2 separate regions of the Mus musculus genome follow, and region 2 is linked to region 1. A link is a contact called in public HiChIP or PLAC-seq data. All regions are on one chromosome and are shown on one strand. Each heading gives the region's core, a stretch centred on a gene start, on an enhancer-like site or on the middle of the called end of the contact. The rest is flanking DNA. Distances are from core to core; before and after follow the strand shown.

What was found. HiChIP or PLAC-seq counts read pairs in DNA pulled down with a chosen protein or histone mark.
Region 2: a contact with region 1 is called in an H3K27ac HiChIP or PLAC-seq map of embryonic stem cells, with 8 read pairs. The contact joins the enhancer-like site here to the promoter of Lmcd1 in region 1. A contact is called at or near these places in 5 of 39 promoter capture datasets (the 3T3-L1 cell line, epiblast stem cells and liver), 5 of 484 Hi-C or Micro-C datasets (the C2C12 cell line, the MC3T3-E1 cell line, nephron progenitors and 1 more), 5 of 115 datasets of contacts at active chromatin or transcription factors (astrocytes, cardiomyocytes, embryonic fibroblasts and 2 more) and 3 of 9 other capture datasets (adipose tissue, liver and pancreatic islet).

What each region holds. Positions count from the first base shown.
Region 1 is chr6:112,272,390-112,275,089 of GRCm38.p6, forward strand. Lmcd1 (LIM and cysteine-rich domains 1) reads left to right here and starts at 1,369. Exons shown (of 6, transcript NM_144799.2): 1 at 1,369-1,583. The coding sequence starts at 1,542.
Region 2 is chr6:112,319,522-112,322,221 of GRCm38.p6, forward strand. The region is part of intron 4 of Lmcd1 (LIM and cysteine-rich domains 1); the gene reads left to right. Among named protein-coding and RNA genes, the nearest start is that of 5031434C07Rik, 31 kb to the left of the region's middle. Within about 2 kb of position 1,415, at least 23 of the 459 cell types and tissues checked have an H3K27ac peak or open chromatin away from gene starts, as enhancers often do. A contact at or near this core is called in embryonic fibroblasts, where this site is marked.

The sequences.
Region 1 (2,700 bases), core at 119-2,618:
CAGGTTAAATACTCAGCAATAGGAAGTCTCTGATTAGAAGACTGAAGGATATACTTTAAGATCTATATTGGATCTCCTGCAGGCAATCTTTCACTTTCACCCACTGGAATCCCAGTTTCTGGCAGGAGATTTTGCCCATGTGGGTTGTAGAAAGGCCTCCTCACCTCATGACAGGTGAAGCAGGATTGTTCTGGATAAAAAGGTACCTGTTCTGTATTCTCTTGTGGCAGGGGAGTCGAAGTCGGGAAAGCAGTCTCCGAGAGCAACGTGAGCTCCGGAGCAAACAGCCTGGCCAACTTACAGAAACCATTGTTAGATGTTTCATGGATACTTCATTCCAAGGGTGAGAAACAGATAGATTTTGCTCATCCAGACTTGCAAGACTTAATTACTAATTTTCACAGTCTATCCTTTACAGTCTCGTGCTCCAACCCCTGGGGCCAGTTCCGATCTCACCGTTTTAGACTAAACAAGTCCTATCGAAGAGCACACCTTTGATCACCTGACTATCTCTCCTCGTTTTCTCAGTTGGAACCATAAAAATAATTTTGAAGCTATAATATGGGAACGGCTCCCTGGGTATGGATATTTGCTGCTGCCAAGCCTGATGACCAGAGTTTGATGCTGGGAGCCCACTTGGTGGAAGGAGAGAATTGATGTCCACAAGTTATTCTCTGACCTCCACACACATGCACTCTCTCTCTCTCTCTCTCTCTCTCTCTCTCTCTCTCTCTCTCTCACACACACACACACACACACACACACAGAGAGAGAGAGAGAGAGAGAGAGAGAGAGAGAGAGAAAGAATATTGTTTTCTTCCTCTGAGAAGTTTAAAAGTTATTTTTAAAAAAGATATTTTAAATTTTTAAAAAAATTTTTGTGGCTATTGTTTTTAACAAATGATAATGTACTAGAGTCTTTTCTCTCTGGTTACTAGAGACCTTAGCCAGGTTAGGGTCAGTTGAGGCTTCTGGAGACCACCTGCCCCCGCGCACCCCCCTGGGACAAGGGGGAAGAGGTGGGCAGAGAGCACTGCTCAGCATTTATTTTTGGACCCAGCTCTCTAAAAATACCTTGGCTCTCCTATTTGCTCTCTCTTTTGACCTGAATGGATCTGCCTGGGTCTCCTCTGCCCCTCCCTCTGCTCCTTGCCCTTTAAAGGAGAAGGGCGTGGGGAGGGATTCCTGCCGCCTAGGGGACAGCTGTGAGCCCGAGGTGGCAGGGCAGCCGGCTAAGCTGACGTCAGGGTAGAGTTTAGCCAAGTTCTCAGCCTCCCTGCAGAGGCCACCCTAAGGGAGGGATGCAGCTTTTTGCTCTGATTGGCTGGCCTGGAGTGGGTGTCCACGCGCATTGGCTGGTCACTTTTTAGAGGGAGTCCCGCTCTCCAATTAAAGCGGGCAGCGGCGCGGCTCTGAGCACAGAGCCGCCGGCTGCACACAGGCAAAGGAACCTGAACTTGGCCATTCAGCAGCGCTGTCCAGGCTGCGCGCTCCCTCTGGCCCCTGCCTGAGAAGCCAGGTGCTGTTTCTGCACCGCCAGGATGGCAAAAGTGGCTAAGGACCTCAACCCTGGAGTGCAAAAGGTGAGCGAGACCCCTCTGTATTCCTGTATCCTTCAGATCCCACTGCTCTCAGACGCACTGAGTACCTAGGGACACTTTAATGGTTGCATCAAATCCACAGAAAGCACAGAAAACAGAATAGGTGACAATACTTATTTGAGGTGACAGGTTGACCCCTCTCCAAATTGCCCTTAAAGCCATTGTTAAGAAAGTATTTGCACTGTGCCGTAGTTCTTTATTGATGCTGATTAAAGGTGAACTAAAGTTAAAATTTAGAGGGAGGGAATAGACGCTTATTTGTGGTCATGGGAAACGTCTTGGCTTTCCCTTGCCTGTACCCTCCAACCCCCTGATGTGCCTTTAGTGAAGGTTGGGGGACTGTGATGCAGCCCCTCCCCCTTCGCTAGCCTCCCAGAGTTGTGTGGTTTCCCCAGCACACAGAATAGTTTCTTTTGGTGCAGTTGGCAATAGCAGCCATTCTAGCTCAGGGGAACTAATTTCTGTCCCCAGAGTCTGCACGTTTCCCTTTCAAGAAGGGCTGGCCCAGAGCCCAGAAGGTCACGGGTAAATTGCTGCAGGCGGGGCCAGCAGCTGTGCCTACAGCTCTAAACTGGCTGCCTGCTTACCTGAGGTACACTGAAAGCAGAAGACTGGGCTATGAGAAGACGTAGGGGACAGGAAAGCAGCAATGGCTTCCCAGATGGGGAAATAAGAGGCATGGGTGAAAGAGAGGTGGCTTGCAGGGGACAGAGATGTTCAAACCCTGGCCCTTGGTCTGGCACATTTTAGCTGTACAACAGCGATAAACTCAAATCCTTAGCCGCTCTTTCCCTATCTAGAATGTAAGGAGGAGAGACAGCCAGTACTTTTAACAGCAATCTTGATAATGTAGGCTAACATGCCCAAGCAGTAATTATTAAGCTATTCTCTCAGAGTATTCAATCTTGCAGGGCAAAGTTCTCCTTTGCTGACATTTGGTGGGAGGTAGAAAAGCAAAGGAGAGAAAAAGAGACCGTAGAGCTCAGGGAGAATGGAGGTGGGAGAGGGGAAGCCCCAGACCTCCTGCCCTCCCACTCCTGAGCCTAGTGATTCCTTCTGCACATGGCATCCAATCAGACTTAGTCTGGGCATCTCCCTG
Region 2 (2,700 bases), core at 165-2,664, 47 kb after region 1:
ATACTAGACAGGAGCCAGAACACCAGACATAGCTCTGCCTGAACCCTACCTGCCCTATGGCTGCAACTTACCTCTAATAAGGATGAGGTCAGTTCATAGATCCCGATGCCAGGCTTAGCTTTCAAAGTCCACTATGTCAGGTAGACCTGCCAATAAGGCACATTGGCCTAAATCATCAGAAGTACATCTGTGTGCTTGGGCAACTAACTAAGAGGCGTGGCTGTCTGCGCCAGCCTCAAAATAGATCACAGATCACAATCATCACATTGATAGTGAAAGAAAAAAAAAGCATGGTAGAAACACCCTCAGCCACGGATCCTTCAATAAGGCCTCTCCATAAGAAAATCCCAAGGTAGAAATAAATACTCCCAAGCACCAACTCATCTGCTGTCACTCCTGGAGGGAGGCAGGGAGGGAGAGACTAGCTTTTCAAATCACCAAGACTAATTCAATATCTTTAAATCTTTGGGATGATCATGAGTTAGCTTGAAGACATCAAACAATTTATCCAGATAAAGAGCCCATATGGGACACGACCATAGTAGTTTGCTAAGTAGCAGTGGACTGATTCAAGTCTTGTTGTTGCTAGCAGTGTGGTGTGAGCAGTCCTGAGAACAGTTCCTAGAAAGGATGGAGATCTGTATATCTGGAGTGAACCACGGCACTTGACATCCTTCACAGCCCAGCCTGCTGGAGATTGAAGCCCTTTTCTCTGTGTTCTAGAAAGATCAGAAGCACACCCTACCCCAGCCCAAGTCTCTCCTCATGGGTCTCAGGAGCATCTCAAGGCTCTGGCCAGGGAGTTGTGAACAGCCAGAAACCTGTGCTATACCCCACCAAAGCTCCTCACTCTCTCTTCAAGCCCCCAGCCCCCATTTTTCTCTCCTGGATAGGATTTGTGGATGCCTGTTCTACACATGCTCTGACTGCTGACAGGCGGTTTCCTTGCTTTTGGAGAGCTCAGTGGATGTTCACTTGGAAATTGAATATACAGGGTTCCCAGGCATGTCACTGTGCCCAGGCATTTCCGCCTTTCCACCATCCCACACTTGAAACTCAAGAAAGGGGACAGAATGCCAGAACAGAGCATAAAATGTACTCTCGGCTCTCTAAGGCTAAACATCCTTCCCCTGTGCCCCCAGCGTTCCCACTTCTCCATGGCCCTTCCTCGGGACAGGTGATCTGAGAGCAGGCAACTGAGAGTCAAAGAAGAGGAGGGTGTGGAGGCTCCCGAAGCCTTGAGAGTGCATTCATAAGATCCCAAGATACTCAGTGGGATGCCAACTCTTTCTCCCCCATCTCCCCACAAAAATGCAAAGGGAGGTACAATGGGCCTTCGACTCCACCCTCCTCCATAGGAGGGCCTCTCTGATGGAAACTTACAGCCACTGGCAGCTCAAGCTGAGGCCCGTCCCAGAAGGGACATATTTGTGGGCAAGGGACTTCCAAGTTTTTTGTCGGAGCAGATGTTTGGCTTGTGGGCTGTGCAGGCTGGCTGCCTTTCCTGCCAATCCTACTCAGGGACTCAAAGCTGCCTCAGCCCCTCTGTGAGCCACCTTTATTTGAACTGGAGTAAAGGTATAGAGACCAGTGAGGAACCACCCAGGCACAGCCAACCGTGGTCCCTTCACCTTCCCTGACCAAGGTGCCCGTGAGTGGGAAATTGGGGGCAGCCCTCAAAATCATCATGGTAACCAGGCTCCTCAGCCTCTGCCTTCTTCCTTCTCGGTGGGGATATTTTAATGACATTTAAAAAGATCATTTTTCCAAAGAGAAAAATCCCTTTATCCCACTTTTTATACTATAAATACTTTCCCATGTGAACATGTGACTTTTACAGTCATTTTTTTTTCCTTCTTCTAAGTGGGCTGCATAATATTCCATTGACTAAAACAGCCAGTGACAAGCTATTTTCAATAAAGGACAGAGGGAGAATATATAAAAGGTAGCAGGCCCTGTCACCTCCACTCAACACTGTATCATGCTGCTATAGGCTCTATCTAAACAAGTAATTGGCTGTGAGCCAATAAAACTTTATTTCCAAAAGTGAAGGGAAGTAGGCAGGAGTTGATCCATGGAGAAATGTAGTTTGCTGACCCCTGAGCCAGAAAAAAAAACTATCTTCAGGTTTGTTTTGTTTTTTTTCTAATTATTTGAGTTTCATCCTTTTAATTTTTTTCCTTTTGCTTTTTGCTTTGATAGGTTAAAAAGTAACGTTGATTGTTATGGTGGTGATAGTGAGAGTGTTGGTGATGATAGTTGGAGATAGTAATAATAACAATAACAGTGATGATGGTGGTGTAGATGATGATGGTGATGATCGTAGTAATGGTGATAAAGGTGCCAGTGGTGATGATAGGGATGGTGAGGATAGTCCTAGTGATGATGATGCTGATCATGGTGTCAGTGATGGTCCTAGTGATGGTGATGATGATGGTGGTGATGATAATGTGATGATGATTAAGAGGTTACAATGTTGCAAGCTGCCATTATTTACTTATGCCAGGAACAAGCCTGGAAATGTTCATGTCATTTTATCTAATCCCCAAAATTACCCTATAAATCAGTGTGTGTGTGTGTGTGTGTGTGTGTGTGTGATTTTTCTTTCTAATTTAAAAAAATTATTATTAAACTTTTATCTGTATGAGTGCTTGCCTAAATGTATATATGTGTACCGTGTGTGTGTGGTGCCTTTCAAGG